Regions from separate parts of the Mus musculus genome. Here regions 1 and 3 are each linked to region 2. The links are chromatin contacts, called in public Hi-C and HiChIP or PLAC-seq maps. All regions are on one chromosome and are shown on one strand. The core of a region is the stretch at or near the end of the contact, and the rest is flanking DNA. Distances in the headings are between cores, read along the strand shown.

Region 1 (3,799 bases), core at 740-3,239, 400 kb after region 2:
CGATCTTGTTCCTTGTTCATCAGTCTCCCTCGGGGCTACCTTGCAGTGTAGATGGCTGCTATAATCTGTAGGCAAACACTTTGGAGGAGGCAATGTTAGCAGGGCAAGAAAGGCTCAGTAAGGAGAAACTTCTGGCTGAGAGACCAGAATCTCTGGCCTAGGTGGAGATCTCACAATTCAGAGGAACGGGTCAGTGACCTGGCAGAGGGACCACCCCCAGGAAGGCAGGTTCACCTTAAGCCATGCTAAAGAGATGGGTGGGATAGTTGTTCCTTTAATGAAATACTGTCCTTTTCCTTCCCAGAATCCCCAACACACACACACACACACACACACACACACACACACACACACACACACACACAGAGTGCAGTCCTTATGAATCGAGCCACCGGGAGGTTCAGCTTGGTCTGTTCATCTTGAGTCAGAAAGGTGTACATTTTTCTTTTTTCCATTTTCTGTCTTTTTCAGATGATTGCCAGGATCTAAGTATGCTTTTTCTGGTACCCTGGGCTTCGTTGCTCTTTCTCTAAAGCCCCCTCCACGCCTGCTCTTCTGTTAGTCAGATGATGCTAATGGTAGCTAACTCACAAGGGTAGCAGGAAGACCCAGCAGATAATATATGCAAAATACTTGCAACAGGGTTGGCACATCATAAATACCTAGAAAATAGTAGGAACTTATTATTAATAATAAGTGGATATACACTTCCCAAGCAGGTGGTAAATACATGGGTGTTATTTTGATTAAGTTTTCAAATGCTCATAGATCTTACGAACACTTTTTATGTGCATGATGTGTGTAGGACGCGGGTGAACGTACATTAAAAATAAATGAGCGCGTATGAGGATATTTCAGAAATCCAAAATAGAGAGAAATATCCCATCCTGCTATTGAACCTCTGTGTCAAATAATGGTACTGTACTGGTGTTCTGAGTCATGGCTCAAAAGTAAGGGTCCTATAGGGCTAGTATTGATGGCCTGTGTTGATATTTTCATGTCTTCTCTTCCTGGTGCTCGGGATTTAACAGAGGGCCTGGTACCTGCTAGGCAAGTGCTCTCCAGTTAAGCTGTATCTCCGGTCTCTTCTTGTGGTTTTCTGAGCCTGCTCTGGGTGTTTCTGTATAGCTCAGGTTACCCTCAATTCATAATCTTTCTGCTCTCGAGCCCTGGGTGCTAGGCCTATAGGAATATGCTGTCATGTCTGGCTTTTTCATTAGGTTGTCAGGTTGTAGATTCGATGGAGTCACAAGGATTGACCCACCTTAATGGCTGCCCAGTACAGGAGGAAGGGCAGCTACGAGATTCTGCAGAGGGGAACTGATTCATTTTGCATCAACTCATATGCCATATATGCCAATGACTCCTTCCACTAGCAAATGCTGAAACATCACCTTTTACTTTGTCCCCTGTCTCCTCTGGCCACCTCCTTTGGCTTTCTGAGACAGGGTTTCCCTGTGTAGCCCTGGCTGTCCTGGAACTTGCTCTGTAGACCAGACTGACCTCAAACTCAGAGGTTTGTATACCTTTGCCTCTCAAGTGCGGTGAGTAAAGGTGTGCGCCACCACACCTAGGTCATCACCTTTTCTATTTCCTTTATTGTCTTCTTTTAATCTCTCTACATGGAAAGAGGGTGATGTTGGTGAGGTTGTTTAATTTGGGGCTTCAGAAGATGGTCCAGGTGAAATGGACACACCATACTCCATTTCTCTGGTACTCTTTGCAGGGTTGCTGTTGCTCTCAAAGCCTGTTGCAGCAGAGTTAATTTCCTGACCCGAAGACACCTCTTTTGCATAGTTCCTGGAGTCTGCAGTGCTACCCTGGCCCCCTCCAAATGCCAGCTGCTGCCCAGCATTCATTTGTGAACCTGTTCGCATCCTTCAAACCAGCTGCAAGTGTCTTGCCCATCTCTGAATCACTTGTGACTGACTCGGCAACTGACTATGGCTGGAAGGATGGGCTAGCGCTTCTAGGACCAAGTTGAAGAAGGCGTAGCCACTTCCTTCCTGTCTGCTTGTGGGAAGCTAGCTGCCCAGTCATGAGGAGGCAGAAGGTCTAGGAAGAAGCTCACCCAGAGGAGGAAATAAAGTCTCCTGCCGACAGCCAGCTGCAACTTGTTCTGCATGTGAGCAAGCCGTCATAGCAGAGATTCTTCTAGAACAAACCAAGGGTGAGGATAGCTATGCCCACAGCCAATATCTTGACCCAAGAGAGATCCTTTGCCAGAAAGCTCAGCTAAGATACCCCTGGAGTTCTGAGCCACAGGAAAAATGAGATAATTTTTTTTTTTGTTTTTTGTCTTCTATTCCCCGCACCCCTTGCTCGCTCCAGGCCCCTGTCTTTTGTTTTAATCTTTAGATTTAGTTATTTACTTGTGAATGCATGAGTGATAGCCTGCATTTACGTATGTGCACCACATTTGACGCTCATAGAGGCAGAAAAGGGTCGTAAGCCACCGTGTGTGTGTGTGTGTGTGTGTGTGTGTGTGTGTGTGTGTGTGTGTGCTGGGAACCGAACCCTGGTCCTCTTCAAGACTGATGGGTGTGCTTAACTGCTGAGCCAATCTCTCTAATTGGAAAGATGATATGTTATTGCTATAATAAGTCACTAACTTTTGGAAGTAACTTGTCACACAGCAATGGACAACTGAATAGAGACACGGAGGTGTTGCCCACTGTTTTGTGAACAACTAGGTAATGTTTTCTAAGAGATGCAAAGCCAAGGCTAGTGCGAATTCTGTGCATGTCTGGGTTGCCGAGAGAGGTTAGAGGCAGAGTCATGGCTTAAGGGTTTCCTGAAATACTGAAGACAGAGGGCATGGAAAGTCTGTTTAGAGAGAATGGAAGGAGATACTTCAGGATAAAGTCAAGGGCCGAGGCAATCTGAAGGGACAGTGAAAGGTGCCTGTTAGAGTTCAAGTCCTAGAAAAGTAGCTTTAGCTGAACTTTGTTGCCAGGTATGGAGAGTTAGGATGTTACAAGTCTGAAGCTAAGATGACCTTGGGCTAAAAAGTCAATCTATTACCTTCTGTGTATCTGACTACATTTTAAAAAGAGATTATTAATTTTATGTGTATGAGTACACTGTAGCTGTCTTCAGACACACCAGAAGAGGGAATTGGATCCCATTCAGGTGGTTGTGAGCCACCATGTGATTGCTGGGAATTGAACTCAGGACCTTCAGAAGAGCAGGCAGTGCTCTCAACCACTGAGCCATCTCTCTAGTCCAATAAACTGCTTTTAAGACATTATTCTCCTTCTCCCTCCCCCTCCCATTCCCCCCTCCCCCTCCCTCCCTCCCCTCCCCTCTCTGTGTATGCTCTCAGAGGTCAAAAGAGTTACCTCTCATAGAGCTGGAATTATACACAAAGCTGTACTTGAGTAAGCTGCCTAATGCAGGTGCTGGGAATTGAACTCTGGTCCTCTGGAAGAACAGCACTCACCCTTAGCTTCTGAGCCATCTTATTCAACCCACAGTAAACTTCTCACCTGAAGGGATAATCTGCCCATTTATCCCCCTTGCGTCTTGTACTCGGGACCTTTCAGTTTTCCATTACTAAAGGGACTACCTGAGGCCCAAATCACTTGTTTATTTTGGTTGATTGCTCTGGAACCTGAGAAGTCCAAGACTGGGCAGCCATGTCTGGTTGGTGAAGGCTGTGCGTTGCTTTCTCCTTCTCAGAACTTGATGGTCCAGGAACTAGTTCGGCACCACGGGAGTGAGAACTCACTCGCTTTCCTGAGAACTGCCCAAAACACACAAGAAAGACATTAAGCCATCCACTGAAACCTCCACATGT
Region 2 (3,613 bases), core at 317-2,816:
GGAGGCTTTAAAAAAAAAAAAAACTGATATGGGTAGCTTAGAAAGCTGAGGCACTCCATGAATCAGTGAGAGCAGACCAGAGGATAGCATTCCTCTACAGTATCAGCTTCAGTTCCTGCCTTAGGTTCCTGCCCTGACCCCTCTCAATGATGGAGTGACATACAAGAGAACGGTGCAGTCAACCCTTTCTCCCCGAGCTGTTTTTGATCAGCACATTTTATCACAGCAACGGGAAAGTCAATTGGATCACTTGTTTCATTTCATCGTCCAAAATGTTCAAGTGATTTCAAAAGTGGTTGGGGGTCTCTGGTCTGCAAGATAAGCCCTTTAAAGGGCATTCTAAGCCTTGCCACCCTCCGTAAGTCTGAGTCTCTTAGTGTAAAGGATAACGTGAGTCTGTGCTGCACTTCCTTAGTAATTAGCACACTGTGCTACAATTCTGACAAAGCCCATGTATTTTGACTCAAATTATGAGTGTTGTGCAAACTGCACAAACTCCAAGAAAACAAGGCACATTGATATTAGGAGGGTGCAGAGCTCATTGATCTTAGGAGGATGCAGAGCTCATTGATCTTAGGGGCGGATGCAGACATTGTTGCGAAGCAGGAGCTCCTGGACCAGGCTTGAGGGCCGCCTTAAGGCAAGATCCCTAAATCCTTTGCCTTTAGTTGCTTCATCGGTCCAACGGGATTAGAAAGCTTGCTGGGTTGCTGTGTAGACGGAAGTTGTCAGTATCTGTGGGCACCGTGTTTGGTGCAGGGGTGAACTTAGGAAAAGAAAAGGCATTGAAAACTTCCTGAGCACCTAGTGACTCGTTAATAGCCTGTGACAAAACATGGCTTTTTTTTTTTTTTTTTTTTTTTTAAATAATGAAAGAAGAAAACAGTCACTGGTGTTCATTGATACTGGGGCTAGTTTATTTTTCCATCTCAAAACCAGGGTTGGTCAGGGAGGAGAAAGAGTGGGGAAGGTTTAAGCAAATAATAGCCCAAAATGTCTGAATAAAATTTTGCAAAGAAAAAAAATATAAAATTTTCTTCCCAAGGACGGCAGTTGGGCAACACGGGAGCGATTTTCTGCTTGGTCTTGTTCTCAAGACAAACACAGCGCCAAGTGGAAATCTTCATTTCCTCACTCGGGGAGAGACAAACGGGTCTGTCTGTCTATTAAGTCTTTCAAATCTGTGACCACAGACTGCAGGCAGAAGACAAGGAAGCAGAAGCTTGGTTGAGTTGGGCAATTGCTTGAAAAGCATCTCTGTGGGAGAGCAAGGCTCCCGGGGCAAAACGTGCTCTAGGAACAAAGCCCTCTCCCAGGGGAAGCGCAAGGGGCTGTAGTCCTTCAAGGGCTGGGGAGACAGAGGGCGGACCAACCCTAATAGCCAGGGAAATATGGAAGGAGGGACTCTGGCAGACGCTACAGTGTCTGTTTGGGTCTTTACCACTGCTAGTGGCCTTGATCCCTTTCACGCAGGATTTAAATGAGTCCAGATCCCAGGGCCCCCTCCTCCTATTCTTGGCCTAACGCACAGTGAAAATGAAAGCTCACTTGCTCAACATCCCAGGGGAAGCGCTGAAGCCACATGAATTCATTTGAGCACAAACTGAAGCTTGCCCATTCAAACGGCAAACACCATTTACTTCGAGTTTATTTATTTAAGAGAGAGCTTTTGAAATTTAATGTCATACTTCCCTGCTCCCTTTTCTGCCAGGAGATGGTTCCGAGATGAGCAGAGCGAAGGTAGAGGGTGGAGAGGGGCGCTCAGTAGCACCCCCTGCTGGTTGGTTGTTTTGTTGGCTTGCTGCTGGGTCGGCAGTGTGGATATTGCTGATGGAGAGACTCAGTGAGGAGATATGGAGAGGTCGTCGCCCACGCTGTTGGCGTCTGCAGTTTCTGTCCCTGCCACGCTAAGCAAGAGGCCACTATTGATCCTTTCTTATACCCACTCATGCTCATTGAAAGCTCGTGGCTTTAAACACCATTCATACGCTCAGGCTTTTCCTTAGCGACAGACTTGTTTGTCCACCCGCTAGAAGGCGCCACAAGGATACTGGATGCAAACTGCGTGCTTCCAGGCTCAGCACCTGCCCTTGCTAAGTCCGACTTCCTCTCCCGACTCTTTCGGACAGTGAAGGCAACTCCTTCATTTCCACATCTTGGGTTCACCCCTGACCATCTTAATTCTCCACGCACTAGCCCACGTGATCAGCAGCCCCGTGACCTTACCTTTAAAATACACTCAGAGGTCGATGGCTGACCACTTGCTCCCAGCCACTACCTCAGCGTAGCCACCACTGGCCTCTTTCCAGGTTGTTACCTATTTGGCTTCCCGGGTTCTTGTCTCTCTGATATACAAATCCATCCCGAAAGCAAACTCCCCTGTTAGTCTCACATGGTTTGAATAGTCTCACATGGTTTGAAGCCTCTGGTTTCTCCGACCTCGTCGCAGTTAGCTTTCCTGTCCACTTGCAGCTCTGATTCAGGAGCCCTGCGAGTCCCCTTCCCTCTGTATACGATGGCGGTCACCTGGGTTAGCTCCTGACCCAACCTGGGCTCCTGGTGCTGCTCAGATATCCTTATCTCCTGAGGATTAAATACCTAGATACTTTCTCTAATCATCTTCACTACCCATCTGAATTAGGGTTCTCTAATGGAATGGAACTGATAAAATCAGTGTGTGTGTGTGTGTGTGTGAGAGAGAGAGAGAGAGGGGGGGGGGATAGAGAGAGAGAGAGAGCACCTGTGCGCCCACTAAAGGAAAGTCCAAGAATTCCGTAGTTGTTCCCTCCACGAGACAGGAAGTTTCAGTGTCCTTACCTGGTGCTGGAATCTGATAAGTTATTTCTCTGCCAGTAAAATGAGCCACTTCAAGCCAGATATATATATGTATATGTGTATGTATATGTATGTATGTATGTATGTATGTATGTATGTATGTATGTATGAAGCAGGTTTATTGAGACACTGCTCTTGGACGAGTTCACTAGCCCCAAGAAAAGAGGCCTTCAAGGAAACATGCAAGCTGTTCACACAGATACGGTCAAGAATTGGCTCACACTCATGTGCTCTCTCTCCCTTCTCTCCTCTCCTCTCTCTCTCTCTCTCTCTCTCTCTCTCTCTCTCTCTCTCACACACACACACACACACACACACACACACACACACACATACACAGAGACATTCACTCACACATACATGTTCAAATACACATTTTTCCCCCAAAGGAAAATCTCAGACCAATAATTTAGCCTTCTACTTTAAGAAAGCTAAAAGAGGGGAAAAGGAAGGAAGGAAGGAAGGAAGGAAGGAAGGAAGGAAGGAAGGAAGGAAGGAAGGTAGGTAACAGAAAGAGGAAACCAAGGATAAGATAGAAATAGGGGAAATTAATGAAAGGAACAAATAAAGCCAAAAGATCACCGATTAAGAAACATTTCACCCAACACACGGGAGAAAAGAGAAATTTCCAGTTACTAAATCAGGTGTGGAAGGGGTCGTTAGTGGCGACTTAAGGAAAGTACAGAGAATTGCCAGGAAACAGTACCAAGCCTGCCATGCCCACAAATTAGATAAACAAGATGAACCATGCAAATCTGAAGAAACGAACTGCTGAAAC
Region 3 (3,792 bases), core at 115-2,614, 500 kb after region 2:
TCTACAAATCCTCGTCTCTTTGATAGTTGGTCACTTCTGCTTGGGGACATAGCTTTGGAACAGACACTGGCTGACTCAATGGCTCTATTCATCCTTCCCAGCATTTGTGTTGGCTCAACTAACTCATGTAGTCATTCAACAAACAGTACTGGCAAAAGGCCATGTCTGGATTTTGAGGCCGAATCTTTGGAATTCAGGAGTTGAAAGATTTTCTTCCTCTTTTTTTTTGCTCTTGAGTGCGTATTTATAGGTAGTGTAAGACTCTGGCGAGCCTTAGCTTACCAGGGACTCCCTGAGTGAACAACATGAAACCACCGGGAATCGATGCAAAAAGCAAGAGGAATTTATTTTTCCAAAGTGTTGGGGTCGTTCTACACCTGAAGGAGAAGTATCGACTGTGCACATCTTGTCCCCTTCTGAAGGGGTTCTCTTCCAGGAGGAGAGGGGGCAGGTGGAATTTTCCAAAGTTTCTGAGCTGACCTCTTCAGTACCACGTGCATGCCTGAAGCTCTCAGAGTTCAAAAGTGGCCTCTGGAACTGGTGTTATGGATGATTGAACGGCCATGTGGGTACCAGGAACTGAACCCTGGTCCTCTGCAAAGAGCACCCAGTGCTTTTAACTGCTAAGCCATCTCTCTCTAGCCCATTTAGGAAGTCTGCAGGAATTTAGGTCTATCTTAGTGTTTGAAGCAACAGCTTAATATTTGAAAAAACACAGGGAGTGGGGCAGGGATACATGAGTGTGGTGGTTTGAATAGGTTTGACCCCTATAGTCATGTGTTTGGACACTTGGCCATGGGGAGTGGCCCTATTAGGAGGTGTGGCCTTATTGGAAGAGGTGTGGCCTTGTTGGAGGAGGTACATCACTGTGTAGGCGGGCTTTGAGGTCTCCTTTACTCAGGCTCTGCCCAGTATGGGATCTGACCGCCTTTGGCTCAAGATGTAGAACTCTTAGCTCCAGAGAGAGAGAGAGAGAGAGAGAGAGAGAGAGAGAGAGAGAGAGAGAGAGAGAGAGAGAGAGAGAAGGCTGCCTACTGTAGCCAGGAAGGAAAGAAGAGAGGGTTGGGAGTGGCTGCAGCCTCAGTCTTCTGCTCTAGGACACACCTCCGGTGACCTCACTTCCTCCCACCAGACTCAGTAGATCAGCATCTCTCCACAGACAGACCCAAGCCTAGCAGCCATGCCTTTTACATAAGAGTTTTTGTGAGTCAATTAAGATCCAAACTGTCACACGGCTACTTAAACCTCCCGATGCACCAAATTTAAACGTGTGAATCTCTTCTCCCCAGCCAGCTACCTAAATCCTCCGAGGGAAATTAGAAGACACATCCTGCCTTTTGAAAATCAGGAAATGAGGGCTCTGTGTATCACACGCAAAATTCAAACTGTGTAGAAGACCTCACCACTCGGAGCCGCCCAAATGAGCGGCAACTCTTAGGAGAGGCGTTATAGAAAATGTCACCGCTTGGGAAGTCTGGCAGAAAATTTAGAAATTTTTTTCCTGGGGAGGTAACCTAAGGACACAGAGAAAAGGTCTCCAGAGCCTCTTTTGCTTTGTGTATGTTCTGTTCTGTTCTGGAAAGGACTTGAGGTAGCTTATTAAAGGGACGCACAACAGAAGTTGAAAGTACAGTAAAAAGGAAGGGCCTGTGTTTCACAGCAGGAGCCGGGAGGGGGTACCGGTAATGGAAGATCCACGTGTGGACTCAGACATGTCCTTCCAGTGGGCCACCAGCCCTGGGAGCTATCGGAACAAGGGAAACGGATGAGCAAGTGATATAAAGGGAGATCGGTTGCTCAGGAGAGCAGTATTTTTGGAGGCCAGGAAACAGGCCTCTCTCCTGCAGGCCCCCTCCACCATCTGTGTAACGTAGGAAAGCCACAATCCTAATAGCATCCTGCATCTGCTGCGGCCTCCCGTAGCTCTGAGATACAACCGTGGGCCCAGCTCAGTCTGTTCCCGAACACCCTGTATAAGGCACATGGTTCTATTTTTACTTTATTGTCTTATTTTATGCGTGTGGATGTTTGGCCTGCGGATGTGGTGTATGGTGTCTGCACCGCCTACGTGCAGTGTCCACAGAGGCCAGAAGAAGGCACTAGATCTCCTGGGACTGTAGTTACAGATGGTTTTGAGCTAACATGCCGGTGATGGGAATTGAACTTGGGTCCTATGGAGGAGGTGCAAACCTTTCAGAATCTGCTTTATGGACCAAGAAAAGAAGAGCTGTCTCTCTCCCTTTTTATTCTGTTCACATAACTCACATTTTGACAAGTGTGAGCCTCCATGTGAGACTGAGAAACGAAGCCACCACCGGAGGAGTTTGGCTGGCCATGTGCTGAGTAGCGGCATAGCGATGGCATCTCCTTTCTTCTTGTCGGTTCTGGGGGCAGCACACCCAGGACCAGGCGGGATACTCACTACCGCCGAGCATCGCCCTAGCCCTTCACACCACTCCTGCTTAAACCTCCAGCATCTCTGATCTACGTAAACTTGAGACCCATAGCAAGATCCACATATAGCCGGGAGGGCAGCAGGGTGGGTGGTTTATCTGTGTGCCAAAGTCCCTCTGTATCCGGCTGGCTCTTACTTTGCCAGGTGGTGCTGGGGAAATGTTCTCACGCTTGAGGATAAGCAAACCTGAAACATTTGGTGGGAGGCTGCGGCTTTCCCTGCCTTGAGGTCCTTAGGGAGCAGCTTGCTCATTAAAGGGTAAGGCTCCATCACACAGTGCTCCGGGGTTGGCAGGGCGGATGCGCCATCTAGTGGCCACTCCCAGAATACCCACATGCGGCTCTCTTGCCGCTCTAATGACCTGAGGGCATGTCCAGTACTGGAGCAAAAAGGTTAATTAGGGAGCTGGGGCATCTCTGTTCTCTGTGTCCAGCCCGACTAATCGTTCTGTGAGGATGGTTTTTAGGGTCTATGTGAATGAGGCACATTTAGGCAAGAAACTCAGGTAATTGGTAGGTTACAAACTGCCATGTGGTGTCCTCATGATCTCATAGTCCCTGCGTTGCCTCTTCTGGCCTCGATCCCCTTGATGCTGCTTTGCCTACAGTCCACTTCTGCTCTGCAGGCTCCTGTCATGATCTTTTCCCTATCAAGTAGAGGACCCGCTAACATGGATAAGGGCACCTTTTCTGAGCAGGGAGTGGGAGGACTGATCTGCGGAGGTGGGTGGTGGCTGCCCAGGCCTTGCTTTGGGCACAGGATTCCCATTTCGGGAAGTACACGATGCCCAGTAACAAGACATTGAGCTAGATGTGGTTCCTCAGTCTGAGGAAGTCTCAGGGTTCAATCTAGGAAGTACCCATAGTAGTTATCCAGTATAAGTAGCCAGATAGGACTCGGCTATCCTCAGAGGAGGGAGAGGCCTCAGGGCTCAGGATGTCTGCTCATCACAGGGACCTTTGATGGGTGGTGTGTGTGCTTCTGAGATCCTGGATTGGGTGGCTAGCTTCTCCTCTGTCCTCCAGGGAAGTTACTCAGCCACGTGCCTCTCCTGCCATCTTAGAGTCTCCCCAGGAGATCTCAATGTGACATAGTTAGCAGCGGGAACCAGCTAGCCAGCTGGGGACCAGCTATCAAGGTGTGGTAATGGGTGGGGGTGTCTTTCCATACATATCATATCACAAGAGTGCGGGCTTCATGGCTGCCCCATGAAGCCTTTCTGTCAGGTTAGACCCTCTGACTAGAGAGAGGCGAGGAGTATAGAGTCTCCGGGTATAGGTGTGAGGAGGTAGATGATGGATAGCAACAGAGATTTGAGAATTGGGGATAGGGGTCTC

Evidence for each region. Hi-C and Micro-C count contacts between places; a contact is called where the count stands out from the background. HiChIP or PLAC-seq counts read pairs in DNA pulled down with a chosen protein or histone mark.
Region 1: a contact with region 2 is called in a Hi-C map of CD4 T cells, with 2.7 times the contacts expected there. The contact joins two enhancer-like sites. A contact is called at or near these places in 1 of 484 Hi-C or Micro-C datasets (CD4 T cells) and 4 of 115 datasets of contacts at active chromatin or transcription factors (astrocytes, embryonic limb bud, large pre-B cells and 1 more).
Region 3: an H3K4me3 HiChIP or PLAC-seq map of embryonic basal ganglia shows a contact between it and region 2, with 5 times the contacts expected there. The contact joins two enhancer-like sites. A contact is called at or near these places in 1 of 15 datasets of contacts at CTCF or cohesin (large pre-B cells), 5 of 484 Hi-C or Micro-C datasets (CD4 T cells, the HPC-7 cell line, bone marrow-derived macrophages and 2 more) and 11 of 115 datasets of contacts at active chromatin or transcription factors (SST interneurons, embryonic basal ganglia, embryonic forebrain and 7 more).

What each region holds. Positions count from the first base shown.
Region 1 is chr5:149,233,237-149,237,035 of GRCm38.p6, forward strand. 2310047D07Rik (a long non-coding RNA gene) reads left to right here. Exons shown (of 2, transcript XR_003956021.1): 2 at 1,798-3,799. It overlaps Gm24105 (predicted gene, 24105), which reads right to left. Exons shown (of 3, transcript NR_166504.1): 3 at 3,576-3,745. Among named protein-coding and RNA genes, the nearest start is that of n-TNgtt14, 6.1 kb to the left of the region's middle. Within about 2 kb of position 1,990, at least 74 of the 459 cell types and tissues checked have an H3K27ac peak or open chromatin away from gene starts, as enhancers often do.
Region 2 is chr5:148,830,020-148,833,632 of GRCm38.p6, forward strand. No RefSeq gene overlaps it. Among named protein-coding and RNA genes, the nearest start is that of Gm36405, 23 kb to the left of the region's middle. Within about 2 kb of position 1,567, at least 51 of the 459 cell types and tissues checked have an H3K27ac peak or open chromatin away from gene starts, as enhancers often do.
Region 3 is chr5:149,333,302-149,337,093 of GRCm38.p6, forward strand. No RefSeq gene overlaps it. Among named protein-coding and RNA genes, the nearest start is that of Gm35620, 13 kb to the left of the region's middle. Within about 2 kb of position 1,365, at least 50 of the 459 cell types and tissues checked have an H3K27ac peak or open chromatin away from gene starts, as enhancers often do.